2 separate regions of the Mus musculus genome follow, and region 1 is linked to region 2. Evidence: chromatin contacts called from public HiChIP or PLAC-seq data. All regions are on one chromosome and are shown on one strand. The core of a region is the stretch at or near the end of the contact, and the rest is flanking DNA. Distances in the headings are between cores, read along the strand shown.

Evidence for each region. HiChIP or PLAC-seq counts read pairs in DNA pulled down with a chosen protein or histone mark.
Region 1: a contact with region 2 is called in an H3K4me3 HiChIP or PLAC-seq map of bone marrow-derived macrophages, with 4 times the contacts expected there. The contact joins the enhancer-like site here to the promoter of Txnrd1 in region 2. A contact is called at or near these places in 3 of 484 Hi-C or Micro-C datasets (bone marrow-derived macrophages and embryonic stem cells), 9 of 115 datasets of contacts at active chromatin or transcription factors (the 230-238 cell line, bone marrow-derived macrophages, embryonic midbrain and 6 more) and 1 of 9 other capture datasets (adipose tissue).

The regions. Positions count from the first base shown.
Region 1 is chr10:83,562,509-83,568,642 of GRCm38.p6, reverse strand. Washc4 (WASH complex subunit 4) reads right to left here. Exons shown (of 33, transcript NM_001033375.2): 14 at 4,106-4,232. Among named protein-coding and RNA genes, the nearest start is that of Washc4, 22 kb to the right of the region's middle. Within about 2 kb of position 2,757, at least 17 of the 459 cell types and tissues checked have an H3K27ac peak or open chromatin away from gene starts, as enhancers often do. A contact at or near this core is called in the 230-238 cell line and bone marrow-derived macrophages, where this site is marked.
Region 2 is chr10:82,857,441-82,862,821 of GRCm38.p6, reverse strand. Txnrd1 (thioredoxin reductase 1) reads right to left here and starts at 3,616. Exons shown (of 15, transcript NM_001042513.1): 1 at 3,522-3,616; 2 at 2,192-2,298. It overlaps Gm38560 (predicted gene, 38560), which reads left to right and starts at 3,814. Exons shown (of 4, transcript NR_156010.1): 1 at 3,814-3,865.

The DNA of each region.
Region 1 (6,134 bases), core at 1,508-4,007, 710 kb before region 2:
TGCTCTTCCAGAGGTCTTGGGTTCAATTCCTGGCAACCACATGGTGGCTCACAAACATCTGTAATGGGATCTGATGCCTTTTTCTGGTGTGTCTGAAGAGAGTGACAGTATACTCATATAAATAAAATAAATATATCTTTAAAAAAATTTTTTTCATACAGTATTTGGATGTTTTCCCCTTCCCTAGTTCTCTGCAGATCCTCTCTGCCTTCCTACCTACTCAAATAAATACAAAACAACAAACAAAAGCCCACAAAAACCATATAAAACAAAAACGGGAGGGTATGGAGGGGGGCAGAAGTACATATACATATAAAAACATGTAATTTGTTTTATGTTGGCCAACAGCTCCTGGACATGGGCCCTGAATGTGGTTGATTTTTTTCCTTTTGCCAGCAGGTATCAATAGCAAATATTTTCTTGGTTAGGGGTGGGATCCTGTATCCACTTTCCCATCTCACTACTGAAACTCCCTCTGGCTAGAAATTGTAATGGTCTTTTGTGTGATGCCACAGTCTCCGAGCTAACTCTCCTATTCTAGACTTCTCTTTATCAATACATAACACTATATTCTATTTTCCCTTCCTGGGGAGACCCTCCTCTTCCCCCTGGTACCTGACCTCTTAGTTATTCAGATGCAAACACATACTCATCTTCTGAGGGTCTGGGTTACCTCACTCAAAATGTTCTTTTCTAGCTCCATCTACAAATTTCATCATTTTATGTTTCTTAACAGCTGAGCGATATTCCACTGTATAAGTGTCCCCATCTTCATTATCCATTCTTCTGCTGAGGAACGTCTATGCTGTGTCCACTTCCTGGCTATTATGAATAGAGGGGCAGTGACCATGGATGAGCAGGAATCTCTGCAGTAAGATATAGAGTCCTTATTCCCAAGAGCAGATAGCTGGATCTTGAGGTTGACTGATTCCTGACTTCCTGAGGAACCACACTGATTGGCTGTACATGTTTGCACTCCTACCAATGAATGAATGCTCTCCTTTCCCTCATCCTCAACAGCCATCTTCTGTTTTATATCTTGGCCATTCTGAATGGGATTAGATGAAATCCCAAAGTAGTTGTAATTTCTATTTCCCCGATGGCGAAGGATGTAGTACTGCTTTGTTCTCAGCTATCTGTGCCTCATCTTTCTTTGCTTAGCTCTGTACTCCATTTAACTGGGTTATTTTCTGGATGGTCAGTATTTTTAGTCTTTATGTATTTTAGATATTAACCTTCTATCAGACTGGCAATCGGTAAAGATGTTTTCCAGTTCTTTAGCTGTCACTCTGCCCCAGTGATAGAGTCCTTTGAGTCCCTGAGCTTCCCAGCTAATGGACTTCCATTTATTCATCACTGGTCTTTGGGCCAATGCTACCAGTGTCCTGTCCAGAAAATCCTTCTTGTGCCAATGAGTTTAAATCTATTCTTACTTTCACTTCTCAGATTTGGGAAACTGCTCTTATGCTGAGGCCCCTGACTCCTCTGTAGTTGAGTTTTGTACAGTATGGGTCTATTGTACAGTACAGAATGGGTCTACTGAATTTTTCTACATGTATCCATCGCTTGACCAGCACCAACACTTGCTGAAGATACCGTCTTTTCTCCAGTGTCTACTTTTGACTTTTTGTTCAAACGAGGTGTCCACAAGTAGGTGTGTGTGTGTGTGATATCTGGGTCTTCAATTTGATTCCACTGATAACGTGTCTGTTTGTAGGCCACAACCATGCCACTTTTATTATTACGGCTCTGTATTACAACTTGGTATCTGGGATGATCATATGTCTGGCAGTTCTTTTATTATTCAGGATTATTTTAACCATCCTAAGCTTTTGTGTTTCCATATGCAGTTGAAGATTGTTTTGTTCAATTTCTACTTAGAACTGTGTTGGTATTTTGATGGGAATTGTATTGAATCTAAAGATTGCCTTTTGTAAAACGGGCATTTTCATACTATTAATCCAAAAGAATAGGTGGTCTTTCCATCTTCTGGTGTCTTCAATTTCTTTTCTTCACTCTCAACATTTTTATTGTATAAGTCTTTCACTTGTTTGGTTAGAGTTATCCCAAGATACACATATTTTTTTAAGCTATTATAAAAGACACTGTTTCCTGACTTCCACTATGTCTGTCATTTGTATATAAGAAGACGGCTGACTTCTGTGGGCTAAGTTTATATCCTACTACTTTACAGGTTAAATATGTCTTATCATTCTCTGAATGTCCTCAGTGTCTGTTGTAATCCTCCCCTCTATGTGTAATTTTATTAATTTAGATCTTCTCTTCTGTCCTTTGATTAATTTGGCTAAGTGCCTGCTAGTCTGCTTCCTAAGCACATGTAAGAAAGCACTAATCCAGGATTGACTATTTCTGACTAGCAAAGTGGCAGAGCCAGTTTCCCTGAACCTTACTAGCTCTGTGTTGAAGAGATGTGCTCAATTTAGAGAACAAAGGAATATAACAGAGGACAGTGTCCTGAGAGAGTGGCACAAGACTGAGGCTTGTGACATACTCTAGTTTTACCTTGTCAGCTAGAGGATTATCACATTAGACTGCACTTTTATGTACCACTGGGAAAGCTAAAAGCAGAATAAGAAATGGTAAGCATCCAAGGCAGGCAAGACAGAGAAGCCTTGGGCTAGTGAGATGGCTCAGCGCCGAAGATCCTGAGTTCAAATCCCAGCAACCACATGGTGCCTCACAACCATCTGTAATGTGATTTGGTGCCCTCTTCTGGAATGCCTGAAAACAGCTACAGTGTACTTACATATAATAATAAATAAAAATAAATCTAAAAAAAGAGAGAGCAGCTTTTGGTGGGAGTCTTCAAGTATGTTAACTGCTCACGCCACAAACAACCTGTTTGTCTTTACTGTTACGGACAGAATACATAACACAGATGACTTTCCTAGTAAGAACCATTAGAAGAGCTTGGTAACACTCGCGGAAAGCATCAAAGAGCTCCCAGGAAAATGAGGAAGTGAGTGGTCAAGCTCTGGGGGGAACCTAGAGCAGTGAGGCTGACACTGAAGCTGCTTCTCAGAGGCTCTGTCAGAAACAGAGAACAAGGGCAGAAACCAGCTCATGGCCCGATAAGAAGACAAAGATGGTGGCTAAGGAAATGGCTCAGTGGGCAACACACTCAAGGGTGCCCAAGTTCAGGTCACTAGACCCATTTAAAAAGCTGGGCACAGGGGTGCCTGTCTATAAACCTAGCTTAGAGGAACAGACATCTCCCAAAGGAATTGCTACTCGGCTGCTCCAGCTCAAACAGTGAGCTCCAGGTTCAGTGAGAGACTACCTCAAAAGTGAGGTGAAGAACAATTGAGGAAGACATCTAATACTAAGCTCTGTCCTCCACATACATCCACAGAATCAAGCGCATCCACACACGTACACTCACTCTCTCACTCACAAACCAAACAAAACCAGACTGAGGGAAAATATACACTGTTTACAGAAGACACACATTCCATGTAAGAAGCTACAAAGGCTGCATGGAAGGCTCAGTAAAGACACATCATGTAGACATTAGCCAAAAGAAACACTGTGCAACGGCGTTAGTATCCGACACAAATGATCTCCAACAGAAAGCATCAGTAGAGAGCAACATGTATTGCTACTTCCTGGGACATGTTGATCTCTAGTGATGCTTTTTGTTGGAGATCATTTGTGTCTGATATTAATACAGTTGCACACAGACTAAATACATGTAATCTTTTAAATTAAAGGTAAAAGAAATCCTCATGTATCTGGAAATAAAAAGATAATCTTTCAAGAACACCCAAAGGAGCGCTGGCAAGCAGGTAAGGGCACTTGCGGCTAAGCTTGACGGCCCGAGTGTGCTCTTCAGGACCTCGCCTTTCATAAACATAAATGTACTTACCCAGGGAGCTAGAGGCACTGACTCCCCTAAAGCCAGGCAATCAAACATGGGATCTTTGCAGGAGCAAGTGCTCCCACCGCGAGCTATCTCTGTAGCTCCTCATTCTGTTTAAATATAAACATAACCCTCCTTTCCAGAGTTGTGGCCGAGTGTAACTCCTGTAAATTCAAGTCACAAATTTGAAATTATACCCAAAACATTCTAAGAACACACAACTACCTGTATGAAAACATTGCATCTGTTGGTGAGGTCTTCAGCAAATGTATCCATCCTCTGCTCTTTAGATAACATAGACTCCATCTTCATCATCCATGAGCTCACAAAGACGTAGTAAGACTGCACATCTCTAGCAAAGGAACACAAAAATATATGTCCACGTCTCATATGACAAGAGTAAAATACCCCTTCCAGCAGTAATTGTATGCTCAAGCCTTCAAAAGGAATCCTATATGCACACATAAGTTACTGAACTTATAACTATGCAGTGAGTACCTATGCAAGACAGACATTAATTCTAGCTGAGAGCACAGCAGATGAAAACTCCTGGCACCACAAAGCTTGGATTCTAGGAAGGACAGTTATAGGCTAAAGCAATAACCAAAGTCAAAACCATTTTTAAGTGTCTGGTGATACATCCTGGGGGACGCGGGGGCAGACAGGGACACAGACCAGGGCCTGAGGTAATTCTATAATTTTAAGTAACATGATCATAGTGTGGATGATTCTGAGCCATGATCTAGCCAGATTAATAAGATGTGCAAAACAAGTACAAAAGCCCTAAGGCTTTGGGAACTATACCCAGCTTGTTCAGTAATAACAAAAACCCAGGATGGCTAGAGTGCAAAGAGAAAGAGGGACAGAAGAGCAGATCAGACATAGAGGGAGGGTGGGAGGGGGAGGGACTAGGCTAAGGTCTTGTCTAAGAGAAGCCACTGGAGAGGAATGGTTCTAAGGATCACTATCACTTTGCCTAATGTGTTAAAAATAAGCCATCGTAAAGAAAACATCTATAAAGCAACTATAATGATGCAGGAGGAAGAAGACAACATCTTCAGTGAGAGTAAAAACAATGGGAACAGAGGCTAGCAAGATGCTCAGCAGTTAAGAGCACTTTCTACTCTTGCCAAGAACCCGAGTTTAGTTCTCAGCACCCACATGGCAGCTCACAACTCAAGTTACAACTCCAGCTCCAGGGGATCGGCCTCTGTGGGCACCTACACATACATGGCATACAGAGCCAGGCACATATAGGTTTTGGTTTTAATGGAAAAAAAATAGTAAAAGAAGCCAGAATCTAAATTTAAAAGCTAATTTGAATGTTTATGCTATACCAATAACTGTGCTAAACTTGACACAAATTAGTTCATTCAAACCCCATATTAACCTTATGCAGTAGTTAGAAAACTCAGGCCCTCAGGAGGACTTTAAACAAGTATAAATATACTCACCTCATGCCTGTCACTGGGGTGGGGGGTGAAACATCCTTATTACTGTTATCTGCATGGGTTAAACTGAGCCCCTACCCAGATAAAGCAGGACCTATCACATACCCATGTTACACATGCCTCACTCCCCTGCCTCAGTCACACAGTATAAGTCACACATTAACTAAATCTGCTTCCTTATAACTCAATACCTCTTTTTCCCTTAGAAACCTTTAGGTGGACATCCTGCTTTGTCCAACAGGACTGAAGCATCTTACACTTCAGGGCCCTGCAGTGCTGGCTGTGAGTTAATTCTCTTGCCTGAAGAACCTTTCAATTCAGTGAGCCTCCCTCTCTTTGCTCCCCTCTATCCCACTCAGTGAATCTCTCTCCTTTCCCTCCCCAAAACTTAACTGTAGGGACTATGTTCTTCATTTTAGAGAAGATGAAACTGCCACACAAAGTAACATGTCCTGCCCACATCAGGAGCCAGGATTGAAACCCAAATCCATGGCAGATACTCAACCCACGGCACATGATGACACTGTCAGGATAAGCCCCAGAAGCAAACAAAGACAGCAAGAGAGGACAGGCCGGAGGGAGGAGGGGACGAGGGGGGAGGGATAGGGCAGGAGGAGGGAGGAGGGGGCGAGGGGGGAGGGATAGGGCAGGAGGAGGGAGGAGGGGGCGAGGGGGGAGGGACAGGGCAGGAGGAGGGAGGAGGTAAAGAAATGGAGAGGAGAGGACTCACTGCACTGTTTATGGCAGGCAGGTCACATGTAATCCCTAGCACTCAGGAAACTGGGGCAGGAAAAAACAATTCT
Region 2 (5,381 bases), core at 2,367-4,866:
CAAGCACATGCACGCACACACACACACACACACACAGATAAATGCAACAAAAAAATTTTAAAACCTCTGGAAGCCTATAAATTCTGGTCCTTGTAATCTTGACTTAAAGATAAAATAAAATGCCGCCAGGCCTGGTGGCACCCCCTGTAATGCTAACACTCAAAAAGGCAGAGGCAAGAGATAATTGGTAGTTCCTCGGCCAGCTTAGGCTCCATAGCAAATTCAAAGCCACATAGGGTCTACATAGGGAGACTGCTTCCAAAAAAGAGGAGGAGTAGGAGGAAGAGGAAGAACAAGAAAAAAAAAAAGGACTACCTACAAATATGTTTGAGGACCTGGGTTCCACTCCCAGCATTACCCACTGAAGGCTGATATACCTCTGTGTTAGAACACTTACCTAGAATGTTTACAGCCCTGTTCAATCCTGGCACTTGCACCAAAAAAAGTGAGAGAAAAAAGAGGGAGAGGAAACATTTATTCAAACTCCCCCCCTTAAGAAGTTAGCTGTGGGTGCTGGCGAGGTGGCTCAGCGGGTAAGAGTACTGACTGATCTTCCGAAGGTCCTGAGTTCAAATCCCAGCAATCACATGTTGGCTCACAACCACCCATAATGAGATCTGACGCCCTCTTCTGGTGTGTCTGAAGTCAGCTACAGTGTACTTATGTATAATAATAAATAAATTTTTGGGCCGGAGCAAGCGAGGCCGAGTAGGGGCTGACCAGAGCAAGGGGGATTGACAGGAGGAAGTAGAGGTCCTAAAATTCAATTCCCAACAACCACATGAAGACTCACAACCATCTGTACAGCTACAGTGTACTCATATATAAAATAAATAAATAAATCTTTAAAAAAAAAAAAGTCAGCTGTGCCCACTGAGTCCTTCCAAAGATCTCCCTCCCTCATCTCCTATAATGGACTCACTGTGGCTAGCAAGTGGCTCAAGAGACTCAAGCCAATCAGTCGCCTCACCTGTTCTGTCTCTTTCCACAGTTTTTTCTTAGCACTCATGAAAACCAGGAGAAAGTAGGACACAGAACAGCTGGTTTACTTAAGCTCTACATATGTAGCAAATAGGAAGTACAGGTTACAAACGCCACTCATGGCCCCGAAACTAAAGTCAGAGAAACAGGACAACAAAGTTCATCCCAAAGCTTATAAAGGCTTTTTTTTTACTCCCACCCCACTGGTGTTAAAAATCATGGGGGGGGGGGTTAAGGTTATGGAGAAACTTCTCAATATACATTTACAACACAGGCAGAATCCCCACCCCCAAGACCTCGGCCAGGTCTTTGTTATTTAACTTGAAAACTGAAGGCCTAAGGGGAGCAAGTGCTTTAACTAAAGGAAAAGCCTTTTAGCTCCCTTAATTAGTTCCCACCCATTTGCTATTCACCTTTGAAATCTACTTCCAGTCCCTATATTCACTCTTCAAAGATGTTTCTGGTAGAAGACTAAATAAAAATACAAAGTAATTGTTAATGTTCTTCTTAGTGACACATACATCTAAGTGTTTTTACACCTAGCAGGCCTCAGGTTTACTAAGAAAGCAAATGTTCCTGTATCTTTTACTTCTGAAAAATCACAGAGGGGCTGGCGAGATGGCTCACTGAGGGAAGGTGCTTGCAAACAAGTGTGGCGACTGGGGTTTGATCCCCAGGATCCACATAGGGACGTTAAGAACCGACTCCACAATGTCCTCCGACTTCAACACACTGCCTGGTGTCTCATCATACATTTTTGCAATTCTGCAGGCTGTCACCCCTCCACCGACGGACCAGAAAATGATGACCAGCATACTTGCCACAGAAGGGTAGATCTAGGTTCTTTTATATCCACTCAACTCTGAGCTAGAGAAAGAAATGCCTGACGGGAAACAAATTCAACCCATGGGACTCGTGGTTGTTTCCCAGAGCCTGTGTTTCTTGGTACCCCATGCCTCTGAGAATTAAGAGGAAGGTGATAGGGCGGCCTGATGAGGAAGGGGTAAGTATTTCCTGACGCGTTTTTTTCTCAAGACTTCCCCATACTATTCACCCTGACGCTAAAGAATGTAAGAGGGAAAACCCGAGCAAAGGGAACAAAAGAAGAAATGGCTTGGCTTGGCTCCTCCCGGTTCAGAGATCTGAGCACGTGGGTCGCCAGCCTGCAGTGTCCCAGCGCCGGAGATCGGGGAACCTGCGCAGCTCCTACCTTCAGGGCTGGACCATGGCCGCCCTCCGCCGGTCGCACCTTCCGCTGGCTCGCCGCCTCCCGCGGCCTTTCCGCTCGCCCGCGCCGCTGCAAGGCCCCGCCGCCCTCTGTGGCACAAAGCAGAGCGGCAGTGAGCCTTCCTCCGGGCGGGGCTTCCGGGACGCCACGCGCCCTGGGTCACTCTCGCCAGTGGACTCCGACCCTTAAGCAGCCGGGCCAGCAAGACTCCAGGACCCCCAGAACTCAGAAAAGCTCTGCATGGCGGCTAAAAACACCAGCCTCGTAGCCACCTAACATTAACACTGCGTGGTCTGGTTTTTGATCGCTGCGCCGGGTGAATGCAACACCCAGGGCTTCCTGGAATCTGAAACCGCGGGCAAAACGAAGGTCCACAAAGACGCTATCCATCCGCTCTGGATGACATCAGAGGAGGATGGTCCTATTTCACAAAGTAATGAACTCGGAAAAGTCTGGAACTATTGAAAATGTAGCCCACAGCTAAATGAATGAATATGTGTGTGTGTGTGTGTGTGTGTGTGTGTGTGTGTGTGTGTGTAGTGTCAGTATGTCATATATACTGACACCAGCACTTAAAAGCATAGTTATTCAGTACTAGTACCAACAGTGAGATATATTTACAAAGTGCTATAGCATTATATATATATAAACATTTAGTCTTCACAATGTACTTTTAGATGTATTACCAAATTACCATGTCCATTTCATAGGTAAAGGAAACCGAGCTACATATTGTCAACCAACTTGGGCAAGTTCGAGCTGCCGGTCAACATTGGAGGCGAGACTCAATCCAGGCAGGATTGTCTCTGCTCTGTACTAGTCTGCACCGCCTCCTTCAGTTAGGGAAAGGCTGTGCTGTAGTCCCAGCTGCCCTGTTTAACTGCCTGGGTCAAGAAGGGCAAGCCACTAGGAAACATGCGATTGCCAATTCCAAGGAATTTCATGGGGCTTAGGAAGTGGAAACATTTGTAAAGGCATGAAACTCCTTAATGTTATCACGGATTTATATACTTACTCGTCACAGTGTTATATATACCTCAAGATCACTGCTCTACAAAGAATACCCACTTTCTCTGGTTGCCAGGCATCAGCAGACAAGGGCCAGACCCAAGTCCTCATATCCTGAAGCTTGTGACCCGGGCTGTCTTCTGCTTACCCTAGCTTGTTCCCAGCCTGCTCAGTCGCACATTAAACGATCCCCTCCCGGACATTTCCAAAGCACCACCCCGGAGCGATGCTCCCAGGCCCGCCAGCGACCGTCCCGGGCATCCCAGGTCCCCAGCGGTCAGCTCCACGCTGACACAGAGCTTACATGAACAAGGAAGGTGAAACCACCAGCTCTTCTCGCCCCGCGGTGTCGGCGTCCCGCACCTCCCGCGTGGACGCGAGGCCTGACGGAAGCAAACTGAGGATAAAGAGCTGCGGGTTCCTAGTGGCTCCGGGAAGCCACGCCCTGCTCTTAGTAGGCGGGCGAACTGCCCGTGTCAGAATGACAAAGCAAAAATCCAGTCCCCGCGCAGCCCCGGCAACCTGTCCCGGTTGTCCCCGCAAAGTGAGAGCTCCTAATTGGACCGTACAACATCCTCGCTGCTCGGAACCGCCCCCCGACCCAAAGGCCGCGGCTGCTATTCAAAGAATGTTGGGAACCAGAATCGAGTAAGAGTGTGGAGTGAGTAACCCGGGCTCAGCCCTAAGGCGCTGCTATCTACACAAGCTTGCGTTAGTCACATGAGGAATTTTAAAAATATTGACGCCCGGCACCCATACAGACGATCTGATGCCCCTGGCACTGGCTGTGACCCTGCCAAATAGTTGTTTTCTTAAAAAAAAAAAAAAAAAAAATCCAAAAGTTAATCTAATTGACTGCAAAGGCGGCAGTGACCTAAGGTAATGGATTAGTCAAGTCTGGTGATTCTCTTAAGGAAGTTCCCTGGTTTTTTAAAGCTATGCCTACTTCATCCTGAGTTACCCTGAGAAGAAATGACTAGTTCCCCTTACAATACTTCCTCCTCGTCCCAATCGGGCTTGGGGGTTCACCTTAAGGAAAACACTTGGCACACCACCACCAGCATCGACCAAAGAAGGCCTTGTCCTTTCATGCCTCCTGCCTCTAGGCTACTAAGAATGCTTGGTGAATGAATGAATGAATTGTCTGACCCACTATGGAAAAAAAAAAAAAAAAAAAACTAGGTGAGAAGGTTGCCAGCCTGAAGCCACGCCTTCTGAGAACTGGCCTCCCCACTTTCCTTCTAGGCTCTTCCAAGGTGACAGTAAGAAACTTGCATAAACGGACACACAGGCTGCCAGGCTGACCAGATACTTAGCCCACACTGCCCGCTGCTCATTTCTTGTGTGTGTACAAGCAGTGCTTGAACCGGAGCAGCCCCTGATACGCAAGTGTCAGGACTGGCTACAAAGTGTCTAGCTCCAAAGTGTTCAGGGCAAACGTAGTTAAGGACCAAGGGATGGCAAATCTGATTACCCCTGGCTCCCCAGCCAAGCTCTGTTTGCCGTATTTCAGGCACTGCACATTGGGACAGTCTGTAAAGGAAGGTCATGAACACCCCCTTCTTAAAAATACAGACAGTGCAACTTGTTTCAAGAGTACGACAGGGTAGAGAGAGGCTCTTCTATCACTAAGTTACAATAATGTACTAATGCTGTGATTATAGGATTCTAATAGCTTGACCCTGAAAGTGTCTTACATGGACTGGTCAGAGAGGGATCACAGTTGAGATGTTACTTTTTCTTTTTTTAAAGATTTATTTATTTTATGTATTTGAGTACACTGTCACTGTCTTCAGACATTACAGATGGTTGTGAGCCAACATGTGGTTACTGGGAATTGAACTCAGGACCTCTGGGAGAGCAGTCAGTGCTCTTAACCACTGAGCCACCTCTCCAGCCCCAGTTGAGATTTTTTTTTCTAACAGCTTATTAGAAAAGACTACATATGCCACTGCAACTCCCCACTGCTCTTAAGATAAGCAGACTATAGCACAAGTGGCTAAAACAGCTTCCCTGTTGTGAGGAGATGCAGAGAGCTCTACCCTGGTCCAGTTTAAAAGCAGTTCCTCCTTACCTTTCCCCATAGCTCAAGGACTGCTCATTGTCTACTCAAACACCTTAAACGGCTTTGACTGTGCACGTTCTTATCTTTCTTCCTTGAAAA